2 separate regions of the Cricetulus griseus genome follow, and region 2 is linked to region 1. Evidence: chromatin contacts called from public Hi-C data. All regions are on one chromosome and are shown on one strand. Each heading gives the region's core, a stretch centred on a gene start, on an enhancer-like site or on the middle of the called end of the contact. The rest is flanking DNA. Distances are from core to core; before and after follow the strand shown. Region 1 holds the start of LOC103161573 (formyl peptide receptor-related sequence 4). Region 2 holds the start of Pold1 (DNA polymerase delta catalytic subunit).

Evidence for each region. Hi-C and Micro-C count contacts between places; a contact is called where the count stands out from the background.
Region 2: a contact with region 1 is called in a Hi-C map of fibroblasts, with 4 times the contacts expected there. The contact joins the promoter of Pold1 here to the promoter of LOC103161573 in region 1. A contact is called at or near these places in 2 of 8 Hi-C or Micro-C datasets (fibroblasts and liver).

The regions. Positions count from the first base shown.
Region 1 is chr6:153,133,215-153,139,705 of CriGri-PICRH-1.0, reverse strand. LOC103161573 (formyl peptide receptor-related sequence 4) reads left to right here and starts at 2,292. Exons shown (of 1, transcript XM_035447014.1): 1 at 2,292-3,475. The coding sequence starts at 2,487. The coding sequence ends at 3,440.
Region 2 is chr6:153,421,419-153,427,909 of CriGri-PICRH-1.0, reverse strand. It overlaps Pold1 (DNA polymerase delta catalytic subunit), which reads left to right and starts at 3,549. Exons shown (of 27, transcript XM_035446590.1): 1 at 3,549-3,678. It overlaps Nr1h2 (oxysterols receptor LXR-beta), which reads left to right. Exons shown (of 9, transcript XM_027420790.2): 6 at 1-156; 7 at 806-905; 8 at 2,136-2,344; 9 at 2,578-3,109. The coding sequence ends at 2,724.

The sequences.
Region 1 (6,491 bases), core at 1,043-3,542:
GAAGACCCGCTGCCCAGGCAAGATTCGACCTTAGACCCAGGGGGCCTGCAATAAGTTGTCCTCTAATGCCAGGTGTGATTTCTGGTTCTCATTTTTGTCTACGACCCCTGGTCCCACCCATCCATAACAGCTGTGAGTGAGGCTGTGCTCCACACTCAGTCATTTGAGTTTGGGAGCTACAGGATTGACGCCGCTTTGAAAATAGGGCCTCTGGCTAGGGCAGGCTGTCATTCTATCTACCTGAAGGCAGGAGGATCCTGAGTTCAAGGCCATTCTGGGCAACTTAACTTAGTGATATTGTTTTAGAAACAAACAACAACAACAACAAAAATAAACAACTAGGGACGGGTGTGTCTCAGCATTAAAGCCCCTGCCCAGAATCCCTAAGCAAGGGCCTGGGTGCATGGCTCAGCAATAGAGTAAGCTGGTAGTGTAGACAAAGCAATCCATTCCCACCCAATGCAGCACTGAAAAGAGGAGGAGGAAGCAGGAAAAGGGAAGTCCTATGAGGCTTCCTGTGTGCAGGCTGCTATCTTCATTCTGGAGGTTCAGACCCTGGGGAGAAAGATCAACCCCAAACCAGAGACTGGGCTGGGTAAGGCTGGAAGAGGCCTCTGTGAAGGGTCAGGTAGGGTGTGTGTGTGTGTGTGTGTGTGTGTGTGTGTGTGTGTGTGTGTGTGCGCGCGCGCGTGTGTTGGGATTTGTCTCAAAGGCTCTGGGGCTATGTGAGGTCTGTGAGCAGGAAAGGATGAGGGGGGGGGCGCAAAAGGAGTGGGTGAGCAGGACAGGAGGAAGCAGGCTGGACTTGGGACAGAGGAGGCAGCCTTTGAGTGGAGAGCCCAGACTAGGAGCTTGAAGAGAGCTGATGAGCAGAGTAGGTTAGCGTTAGCTCAGGGTTAGGGTGGAAGCTGACTGCAGGCTCCATTCCACACCCCATTCTCCTTCCTTGTCTCCTCCCCACTTCCCACAGCAACCCCAAGACAAAGCCTGGCCTAACCCACTTCCTCTTCCTCCACCCACACCATTGCCTCCTACCGAAGCCTAGCCACGCCCTCCAATCCTCCCTATTTAGGTACTCAAAAGTGGTGCAAAGATATACAGGCAGGCAAAACACTTATAAACATAAGATCAAAATTTAAACTTAAAATTGTATTTATTTATTTACTTGGGAGGTGTAAAAGCATGTGGTATTTGTGTGAAGGTCAGAGGGCAACTCGTAATTTCCTGTGCTCACATTCAGACTGTTAGGTTTTGTGACAACTATCTTTTTTTTTTTTTTTTTTTTAGGTGGGGTCTTATGTAGCCAGGCTGGCCTCAGAGTTGCTAGGTAGTTAAGGGTGATCTTGAACTTCTGATCTTCCAAGTACTGGGATTACAGGCCTGTGTCATTATGCCCTGGGTGCCACTCAGTGAAGTTTTGAACAGGAGTATGTTATCTGCAGCAACAAGATGATGCCAAATTCTATACCAGAATGTTAGAATAGCCAGCAGGCTATGTGTGTGTGTGTGTGTGTGTGTGTGTGTGTGTGTGTGTGTGTGTGTGTGTAAGCAAGCATGTGGCTTATTCTGGGAACCACAGTGCAGAGGAAGGGAAGTGTTGGCCAGGAGGCTGGTGAGGTGGGTAGAGTCACAAGGCACAGAACCCTGAGAGGCGCTGACCCTACCTGGGAGTACTGAGATGAACAAGCCCTTCTTCCATTCTCAGAGTGGGGAACTGAGGCCCAGACTGGGTGGCCTCTCTGGTTTCCAGCCAAGTCTGACTCCTTTTATTTGTGAGCTCACCAGGCATTTAAACTTTGGGTCAAGAGAAGTCCAGACCACCAGCTGCTGCTTGGGTGTCCCAAAGACATCCCACACCTACTGACCGGTGAGCTCAGAGCATGAGGGGTGGGAGTAAGTGGTGGGCCTGAGTCTAAATCTGGAGTTGACACCCAAGAGTCAGAGGACTGAGGGATGGGACAGCCCTCAGGTCTCCAATCCTCATGGCCTTGGTGGCTTTTCATCCTGACTGACTGGCCCTTGAACTTGAAGTGTCTGTGTTCTTCAGAATGGACTGAGGAGGTAGGGAAGAGGGGAGGGCCTGGAGAGTGAGGGACAGACAGGAGGGGGCACAGCTGAGAAGGGGAGTGCCAGGTAGGATATTCCCTTCCTAGACTCAGGAGCACTGGGGAAACATAGAAGATGCAGGACAGGGGAGGGTGTGGAGGTCAGCCCCGCCCTGCATATCAGAACAGACTGAGGGGTCATTGGAGAGGAGGGGGAGGGCTGAGCTGGGTCACTGTGATGAAGGCATGAAGGCATGATTTGTCAAGATGGCAGACTGGTGGCAGGTCCCAGAAACAAAAAAGAGAGGATGACACCAGGATCTGGGGGCACTGGGACTGTCCCTGAGGTGCCCATCTGAGAGGCTTGGGACAGTGTGTATGTGTGTGCGCGTGGACTCTCTGATGTGGAGGCTTTGTTTGTCCCTCTAGCTCCAGTCAGCCATGGAGAGCCCTGTGGAGATGCAGCAGCCTCTGGAGATTCTGTACCTGCCCTGGGCAGTTCTCTTTCTCCTTTACTCTCTGGTGGCAATTGTCTCTTACCTCCTGGACATGGCCAGCCACAGCCTGCTGGCTCAGGCTGGAGAATCCCTCCTTCCTGTCTCTCTGTCTGCAGCCTGGTTTGGCCACCAGCTCATTGCTGACATCATCTTCCTGGGGCTCCTGCCTCTCAGCCTCACCTGGACCCACACCTGCTGGCCCCTGGGCCTTGCCTTCTGCCACCTGGATCCACGTCTGGCCTTCTTGACTTTCAGTGCTAGTGGCCGGCTGCTGACTCATGTGGCTGCTGACCACTGTACATCCTTGCTCCAACCATCCTGGGCACTGGCTCATCGTATAGCCCGCCAAATAGTTATCTGGGCTGGTAGGTTCTGGATCCTTCTGCTGGGCCTGGCTGTGAGAGCCTTAGGAACTTTGAGGGATCGAAATGGCTGCAGTGACCCTTTCAACAGGACAGTGACCCTGGAATCCCCTAGGCATGGCCAGGACCCCTCAGCCTGGAGCCCTGAGCTGGATCAACTGGTGTTTGGGTTTGGGGTGCCACTGGGGGTACTGAGTGTCTTCCATAGTGTGGTGCGGGAGCAGCTGCAGCTGGCCAGGGTCTCAGGGAGGCCTCCGTTGCTAAGCTCGCCAAGGGCCACTGCAGTCATGCTGTTCATCTCTTGGTTTCCCTTCCACCTGCTGCTGCTGCTCAAGTTCCTGGGCATGTGGGGGTCCCGACTGCAGCTGGAGGATGTGTGGGTGTTGCTGAGCCCTCTGGGGCTCACTCTGCTGGGATCAACTAGCTTCCTCAACCCACTGTTGTATGTGTGTGGGGACAAGGAAATTCGGAGATGGCTGCGCAGGGCCTTACGGTTCCCTCCAGAAGGAGAGGAGGCAGAGGAACCCAGGCATTAGGAGTGGAGGCTGAGAGGCTCTGGGGCAGCCTGAGGGAGTGGGGCACAGTCTGGGGTGGGCGGCTCTTGTCTTGGCTGAAACAAAGGCACAGGAAGTGTAGTGGGGGGAGAGAGAGACTTAGAAAAGCAGGACGGAGACCTGGGGAAAGAGATGGGGGGTGGGGGAGTGGGAGTCACACAGAATGTGGCAGACAGAGGTCCTGACAGGGAGCAGGGGTGACAGACAGGAGGCTCCAATGAGGTATGTAAATAGAACTGGTGTAGGAAGAATTGGGAGAGAGGGGCAGGCAGGCAGACTGGGAGACAACAGGTATGAGGTAAGCCAGCTGCCCTGGCAGGGACATGAACACAGGAAGTGTGTCCTGGTCACCAGCCACCCCTGCTGGCCCAGGACTGAGGAGTTCCTGTGGCCCAAAGCCCAGCATGGGTGCTGGGACAGTCCCACATTATCCACAACCTGGATGATTGTCCCACTGGGACCAGCCAGCCCTGGACCTCTGCTTTCTGGCCAGGTGTTAACTATCTGTCTTCTGGGATTTTGAAATTCCCAAGTCCCTTCTAGCTACACCTCCCCTTTGGGGATGGAACCCAGGGCTTTGAGCATGCTAGAGAACAGCCCTGCCACTGAGCCACACCCCAGCCCTCATTGGGGGACTCTGGGCAGGGACTCAACCACTGAGCCACACCCCAGTCCCTCACTGGGGGACTCTGGGCAGGGGCTCTACCAGTGATCCATGCCCCAACTCACTGGGAGATTCTAGAAAGTGCTCTCCTCCCATGGCGTCTCTCAACCACCAAAGGTGAACTCCACCGAACTCTAGGTTTTTGTTGTTTTTGTTTGTTTTTAAAGACAGGGTCTCATTCTGCAGTCCAGGCTGGCCTCAAACACATAATGGTCCTTCTGCCTCAGGGCTCCCTTCCAGAGCTGGGATGACCAGCTTACACACCACCACATTTAGCTATCCTAGCCTTTGACACTGTCAAAAGATGCCGGATAGAAAGGGGGAAATTTAAGTAGCTGAGCCACCAATTAAGAGTCAAGAATTCTAGCACAATCATTATTTGCAGGCCAGCATGATAGCTCAGTGGGTATCAGTGGGTAGAAAGGCACCACCAAGCCCAATAACCTGAGTTCAATACCCAGGACCCACACAGTGGAAGGAGAAAACCGATGCCCGCAAGTTGTCCTTTGACCTCTGTGTGAGTGCTGTGGCACACAGGCCACCTTCCTCCCAACCAAAAACAACAAAACAAAATGAAAACACCAAAACCTTTTGTTCTGATGACTGCCTATGAAAAACGAGTATTCCTTCTCCACGGAGCTATTTTCAGTACAAAGGTTAAAATAGCAGTGAACCTTGCGTCTGCGGCCAGGCTCCTTTCAAAGCTGTCAACTGCAAACTTTATTTTGAGAGCAATTTTCTGGGGGATCTCACAAACAAAAGTATAAACTTGGTGTGCAAATCGAAGCACCCCCTGGTTCCCCTGTGGACTATGGTTTCATCTTGACAGCTGATGAACCCAGGAAAATGTCTTGGCATGGTTTTGCAAGAAAAGGGAAAAAATGCCAGAAACTTCCAGAAAATAAAGTTGAATATGTGACTAGACACTTAAGGGTGATTCTGTCTTGAGAAGCCCATACCCAGGTGTGTAAGCCCCTCCCCTAGGCCTTTCTCTAACACCCATGTGTGTAAGCCCCTCCCCTAGGCCTTTCTCTAATATTTCAGAATCTTGTCGTGGGGCTGGAGAGATGGCTCAGAAGTTAAGAGCATCAGCTGCTCTTCCAGAGGATGTGGCAGCTTACAACCACATGTAACTTAGCTCCACGGGGGTCGATGCCTTCTTCTCTCCCCATGGGCACTGAGCTCATGTGCAGACACATTGTAAAAATAATAAATGTATTTTTAAAATCTTACTTTGTATGTGTTTATGATGGGTATGCATTCATGTGAAAATGCCGGTCTGCCTGTGGCATGACAAGCATTTGAAGCCAGAGGCAACCTGAGGATGTTGATTGCTGCCTTTCACCTTAATTGAGACAGGCTGCTGTGGTGGTTTGGATGAGAATGGCCCCATAGGCTCATAGATTTGAATGCTTAGTCACCAGGGATTGGCCGTGTTTGAGAAGGATTAAGGAGGAGGAGGTATGGTCATGTTGAAGGAAGTTGGGAAGGGTTTTGAGGTTTCAAAAGCCCACACCAGGCCTAGTCTCTCCTCTCTCTCTCTCTCTGCCTGCTGCCTCTCTGTCTGGGGATCGGTGGAGGACTTGCAAAATAGATGCTGCAAAGGGCACTTCAGCTGTGTGGGGCACAGGGGGTGGAAAGCCATGGCTGTAGCTGCTCAACAGTTGTGAGTTATGGGGCTAAGGATAGAGCAGAGAGGCCTGGTGGGGCCCTGAGAGCTCGGAGGCTCAGCTCTCAGCCACTTCTCCAGCTCCAGGCCTACCCATGTGCCCCTACACTCCCTACCATGAGCATGGACCAGCCCTGTGAAACTGTTAGCAAACTCCCAATTAAATTCTTTGTTTTATGTCACGCTGTCTTGTCACATCAATGGAACAGTAACTTAGGTGTCTTTGTATTTGCCACTGTGCAAACCAGAGTAGCTGCCCTTGGAGTTTCCAGGGATTCTCCTGAGTATACCTTCCATCTTGGCACAAAAGTGCTAGGCTTCCAGCCTCATGTTGCCACACCTGGCTTCATGTGGGTTCGGGATGTCAGACTCTGGTCCTCATTTTACCTAGCAAGTACCTTTAACCCGCTAAGCCATGTCCTTGACCCTAAATTGTTTTCTTTTTTGTTAGAGATATACTTTTAACATTTCGTGCATGTGTGTTTTATCTGCATTATGTCTTGTGCATCACACATGTGCAGTGCCCAGTGGGTCAGATCCCCTGAAACTGGAGTCACAGAGGATTGTAAGTTGCCTGCTGTGTGTTTGCTGGGAATCCCACCCAGGCCTTTACTCTTAACTACTGAGCCACCTTTCAGCCCTAAAATCGTAATTCCAACTCTGTTTCACACTGACTCACGAGGCTGGAGAGATGCTCAGT
Region 2 (6,491 bases), core at 2,300-4,799, 290 kb before region 1:
CAGTCCCGAGATGCTCGTCAGCAGCGCTTTGCCCACTTCACGGAGCTGGCCATCATCTCAGTCCAGGAGATTGTGGACTTTGCCAAGCAGGTGCCAGGGTTCTTGCAGCTGGGCCGGGAGGACCAGATCGCCCTCCTGAAGGCATCCACCATCGAGGTAATGGCAAGGCTTTATGACGGAGACCAGAGCTGGGTGTAGTGCAAGCAGGCCCTTATCCTAACAAGATAGCTGTAGCCACCAGTGAGCCTACCAGGGAGAAAAGAGAAATGCTCTGAGGTAGAAAATAGTGAGGATGAGATTAGATGGACTGTTAAAGAGGAAATAGCCAGGCATTGGTGGTGCACGCCTTTAATCCCAGCACACAGAGACTCTGGGAGGCAGAGGCAGGCGAATCTCTGTGAGTTCGAGGCCAGCCTGGTCTCCAGAGCGATTGCCAGGATAGGCTCCAAAGCTACACAGAGAAACCCTGTCTCGAAAAAAACCAATAAATAAATAAATAAATAAATAAATAAAATAAAGAGGAAATATTCCCCCAAGACTTTTCAAAGAAATAGATATTTGAGCCAAATCAAGGATAGTGAGGAAATATTGTCAGCTGTATGCAAAGATCTGTTCTAAGTGCCGAGAGTCAAAACTCTAGCCTGTACCTCATGATTATGTGAGGCGAGTGTCCTTGGATGGGACAGTGGGTGGCAGAGTTGAGGAAGGAAAGCTAGGGATATCCGGCCTGGGAGAGGAATGACAGTTGGTCTTAGCACATTTGACTTTGGGGCACCTGAAGAGCCCTATACCTTGTCTCATCCAGATCATGTTGCTGGAGACAGCCAGACGCTACAACCATGAGACAGAGTGTATCACCTTCCTGAAGGACTTTACTTACAGCAAGGATGACTTCCACCGTGCAGGTCTGTGGAGAGCACTGGCGCAGGGTCCTGGTGTTTCTGCCCCATTGGACCTCCAGGTTGGGCACTGGCAAGACCATTTTTGTCACCTGGCACTCTGGCAGGAAATTAGGAAGAAGCACCTATACCTAAGGCTGACTCATGGAGCTCGGTCCTGGAGAGCTCACATGGCTGTCTCCCTGAGGATGGGACTGTGGGCCACTGCCATCCAGTGTGAACAGAGGCTTGTTCACGTAGCTTTGGGAATCCCGTCACTTCTACCCGAATGACTGTCAGTATCCTTAGGCATCCATTCCCAACTTTGTCTTCCTTCTTTAGGCTCCAGCCCGTCTACTATACAAGGAGTCCTAGGATCCTTCCTGTGTGAGCTTAGCAGGGCACGTGTGGGGGAGAAAAGTATTTGTTGTAAGGATCAAAAGCCCTGCAGCCAGGCTTGAAGGAAGCTCATGGAGCCCCAGGCAGTCAGGTCTAGGAAGATGGGACTGGAAGGACATCAGCATCCCATCCTAGCTCTTCCACTGCCTGGCCCCAGGCTCAGCCACTCCTGCTTGGATCCTTACGAGGACTGGTGGCTCTCAGATACTACCCTCCCGACATGTGTGTCTTTACAGCAGTCCAGGGTACTGTGCCAGTCCGGTAGCACCCATACTCCTTCTGCTAGGACAGGACCTGACCTCCATGCTCCTCTGCCTTGGTCCATTCTGTCCCAAGCACTGGTTGCCTTGTTCTGAGTTGGTGCCCATCAGCACAGTCCAGCATCAGGGCTTAGCATTAACTATGCCTTGCTTGGAACTGGGTGACAACTCCTTGTTTGCCTGGAACCTGCCCAGATGGATTTTTTTGTTTTTTATTGGGTCTCACTGTGTAGGCCAGGGCAAACTAGAATTTGTTGTCCTTTACAGAGAAAGGGGTGGGGTGGTGTGTAAACCACTCTCCTCCAAGGCCTGGCACATAGTAGGTACACTTAAATAGTGGTTCATGAGTGAGTCCTAGCATATCTTAGTCTTTACAGTGTGGGCTAGCCTATACCCTTTTCCTCTGCCTTCACCAAGACAGATTCTGGGACCTGAGAAGACGGGACCTTCCAGGATGTGTGTGGGGGAAGGGGGAGGGTGTTGGTGCCGTCTTGGTGGCGTGGCTGCTATATAACAGACATTCACAGGGTCCACACTGGGAGGGAGCAGGCGTAAGTGTTATGAGGGGTGTGGAGCTAATCTGGGACTGCTCTTGCAGGCTTGCAGGTGGAGTTCATCAACCCCATCTTCGAGTTTTCTCGGGCCATGCGCCGGCTGGGCCTGGACGACGCCGAGTATGCCCTGCTCATTGCGATCAACATCTTCTCAGCAGACCGGCCCAATGTGCAGGAGCCCAGCCGCGTGGAGGCCCTGCAGCAGCCCTACGTGGAGGCACTCCTCTCCTACACGCGAATCAAGCGGCCGCAGGTACGGGAGCCCCTAGTCCCAAGCCGGGGGCTTGGTGGTGGGGTTAGGTGGTACACACCCGGGCATGCCGATCCTGTGCCCTCGTTTGGCTGTTATGAGGTCAGTAGAGATGCCCCAACCTCCGGGTTGGGTTCGAGGCTGGGCTGACCACTCATGGTATTGACTTTGCGGACTCAGCTGGCCTTGCAGGGCAGTGCCCTTATCAGCACCTGTCTGCCTCCTTTCCCCTGCAGGACCAGCTCCGCTTCCCACGCATGCTCATGAAGCTGGTGAGCCTGCGCACCCTCAGCTCTGTGCACTCAGAGCAGGTCTTTGCCTTGCGGCTCCAGGACAAGAAGCTGCCTCCTTTGCTGTCCGAGATCTGGGATGTGCACGAGTAGGGGCCACCATGCATGCCCCAGCTTGGTGGCATCTTCTTGCAGATGGACGCTTCGCCTTCCCTCCTGGGGTGGGAGGACATGGTCATGGCCCAGCCCTGAGGGGCTCAGCCGCAAGCCCAGTGGCAGTTGGCACCAGGAGGCCCCTCCCCACCCACCGAGTCTTCCAGGAGGGGTGACGGTCACAGGTCCTAGCCTCTGACCTTCCCCAGCTGCCCTCCCACCCAGCTTACACCTCAGCCTACCACGCCATGCACCTTGAGTGGAAAGAGGTGAGGGCTGGTGTCTTCCCATATTAGGGAGACCTCAGGCCCCTTCCTCTGCCTCTTTTATTTAATAAAAAAAAACAAAAACAAAGAAATAAAGTCTGAATGCAAGCCAACCCTGAGCCCAGTGTGAGAAGTAGTTCAGGCCACTGTGGGTGGGGTGGTGTCCTTACACAGCATAGTTTGAGGCACTGGAGGTCAGAGGGTTGGAAGGGAAGGGGAGAGGAGCTTTATGGGGAAGGTGATGAGAGGGCCCTTCCTGGCTAGGGGCAGGCTTCCAAAGTTGGGGACTGAGCATCTGGCCATGAATGTCATAAACAAGAAAGGAAGGGACTTGTAGGGCAACAGAAGTAAGTTATAGGCGACCCTGCGGCCTGCGGGAGGTGGTAGGCAGTCAGGTAGCTTCCCGCATGCCCGCAGGGGGCGCTCGGGAATCACCAACTGCGTCTTGTTGCTGGGGGCGTGTCCTCCGGCCATAGCGTCATGAAGGGCGGGACTGCAGTCCAAGTTGGGTGGAGGGGCGGGGCCCTTTGCGAGAGGGCGTGGAATCGGCTGGGGGAGCCGTGAGGTTTGCCCGCCCTAGCCGGTCAGGGGCGGGGCCCAGCTGGCGCGCCGCAGCTCTGGGCCTGCGCGCAAAGGGGTTAGGGGTCACGGCGGCGTAGTTTGTGGCGGGAAAAGCAGTTTGATGCGGGTGAGTAAGGAAAAGGGGCAATGGGACGCTCGGTGGGGTCAGCGGAGGGCTCAACAGGAGGGTTCGTTGAGTATCTGCAGCGGCGGGCAGGATAGGGCAGGGCTGGCGGCTCAAGTGACGGATCCCTGGAGCGAGGAGCCGGGGCGCGTGGGACTGTCCCAGTGTGGGCTCCTCGGCGTGCGTGCAAGCCTGGCCTAGAGGTGCGGGTGCTGCGGGCCACCCGAGCGAGCAAGGCGACAGTATCTGGAAGTCCAATAAGTGGGAATGGGCGGGGCGTGGTAGCCGCCTCCTTTTATCCCCGCCCGAGGGGGGGGGGCAGAGACAGGAGGATCTCTGAGTTCGAGGACAGCCTTATCTACAGAGTGAGTTCTAGGACAGCCAGGGCTACACAGAGAAACCCTATCGCGAAAAAAAGGAGTGGGAGAAACAGCAACGTTTCGGAGCTGGGATGCTTCCTTATATTTAGTGTGTGTGCGCGTGCGCCATGGTGCACACGTGGAGATCCGAGGACAGCTGTGGAGTTGCTCTCTCATTCCACCGTATGAGATCCCCATGATCAGACTCAGGCTGTCAGGCATGGTCAGCAAGCACCATTTTCCACTCCGCTGGCTCGTCGGGTCCCATGCGATGCTTTATGTAATAAAGTAAAAATCAGCCAATTGATATTGGGTGGGGGCAGCTTGCTTACCCAGCCTGGTGTTTTGTGGGGGGAGGTGAGACAGTACCAGAGCAGCACTGGAGGGTCCCAGAGGAGGAACCAAGTATGAAGCTGGCAGTGTGTGAGGTGTCCTGGGGGAAATGAGCGGTTACTGTGTTAGTGTGCCACACCACGGGGGGCGTGAGTGGGAGCCCCGGCACACCTGCACTGCAGGCTGATGGAGCTTCAGAAAGCATCGAGTGGGTGGGGTTTGCAGCTGTATCCTGAGGGGGAAGGGCAAAGTTGTGCCTCCTAGTGGTTGTCAGGGGGGCATCCCTGTCCAGAATAAGGAAGACTGGGATGACAGAAGCCATTAATGGGAGTGGGAGATTCTTCTTCTTTTTTTTTAGATTTCTTTATTTATTGTGTTCACAATGTTCTGTCTGTATGCCAGAAAAGGGCACCAGATCTCATTATAGATGGTTGTGAGCCACCACGTGGATGGTGCTGGTAACTAGCCTCTGAGCCATCTCTACAGCTTGGGAGCGCCAGCCCTCCAGGGGAAGTCCAGCAGTACTTGGATCTGGCAGCCCTGGGAGAGGTGACTTGAAACATTAAAGAAACAATTGTTCAGCTCTGAGACAGGAGGATGGCAATTTCTGAGGCTGCTACTTAGACCTCATTTCAAAGTGAATAAAAAGAGGGCTGGGGTTCAGTGGTGCAGCCTAGAGTTCCCCAGTAGGGGGGGTGTGACCCAGTGGTAGAGCCCTGCTGAATTACATTTCCCAGGCCAGGTATGTTCTATAGTGGGGCCTGGCTTTGAATTTGCCGTTAAGTCTACAGCTTGGATTATGGGTACCACCAGACCCAGTGTCAGGGAGGTATGTAGTGAGTGAGTCGTGGGCAAAACTGTTCATTATGTCAGCTTCCCACTCCGCCACTTCCCCTTCTCCTTCCGGGAAGTGTGTCTGCACTTACCTGGCCTGATGAGAGAGGCACACGTGTTTTCGGTGCAGTGCAGAGCCATGCCCCCTTGTTTGGAGTCAGTAGTCCTCAGTAGTGCCCAGTGGCTTTGTTTGAACTGTTTGCAAGTTGTAGCTGGTGTGGTATTTCACCGCCAGCACTCCAGCCAGAGACTCCTAAGAGCAGCATCCACTTGTATCAGGCCTGATATGTCAGCTCAGCATGGGGCCTGCCTGCTTTTCCTGGAATCCAGGGGCTAAGCTTGAATTGATCCTCCTGCCTCAACTTCTCAGGTGGCTGTGAGATAACCATTTCCTTAGATGTCCTTGTCTTTTGTAAAATATAAAGAAACGAAAGTGGAAGCACACCATCTCACCTTGATTCACCTGCTAGAAACAAAGCCTCTTTGACAGCTTTCCTATCATATGGCTTCCTCATTCCTTTATACTGCTGCATAGTACTCCATTGAATGGTACTAACAGGCTCTATTGAAACTGCCCCCCTGGGGAGGATATTTAGGTGGTTTCCAGCCCTTAGAGATTTTAAACAATGGTACCGGAAATAACCTTGTAAAAGCAGGTTCTTCATATGCCCCAACCTGTTGGGGTCAGCTCTCACATATGGAATTGCTTGCAGCCTTTAATGCCTGTGGATTTTTTTGTTTTTTGATCGAGGTGTGATTTATGCAACTGTGTTTGAGGGAGCCAAACATCTTCCAGAACATTCCTTAATATGTCCTAAGATCCCATCAGTCTCCTCACTCTGGAAGCTGGCAGTCTTGTTTATTTTGCCCAAGAACTTCTGTTTGTTTTTTTTTTTGTTTTTCAAGACAGGGTTTTTCCTGGCTGTTTGGAACTCACTTTGTAGACCAGGCTGGCCTCGAACTCACTGAGATCCACCTGTCTCTGCCTCCCAAGTGCTGGAACTAAAGGCATGGGCCACTCCCACTGTCTGGCAGCACACAAGAACTTTTTTTTTTTTTTTTTTTTTTAGGACAGGGTTTCTCTGTATTGCTTTGGAGGCTGTCCTGGAACTTGCTCTGTAGGCCAGGCTGGCCTCGAACTCACAGAGATCCCACCTGCCTCTGCCTCCCGAGTGCTGGGATTAAAGGTGTGCACCACCACCACCTGACTGCTCAGGAACTTTTTAAGGTTGATTTATACTTTGAGTGTTTGCTTGTGTGTACATGTGTGCACAATGTGCATGCAGGCAG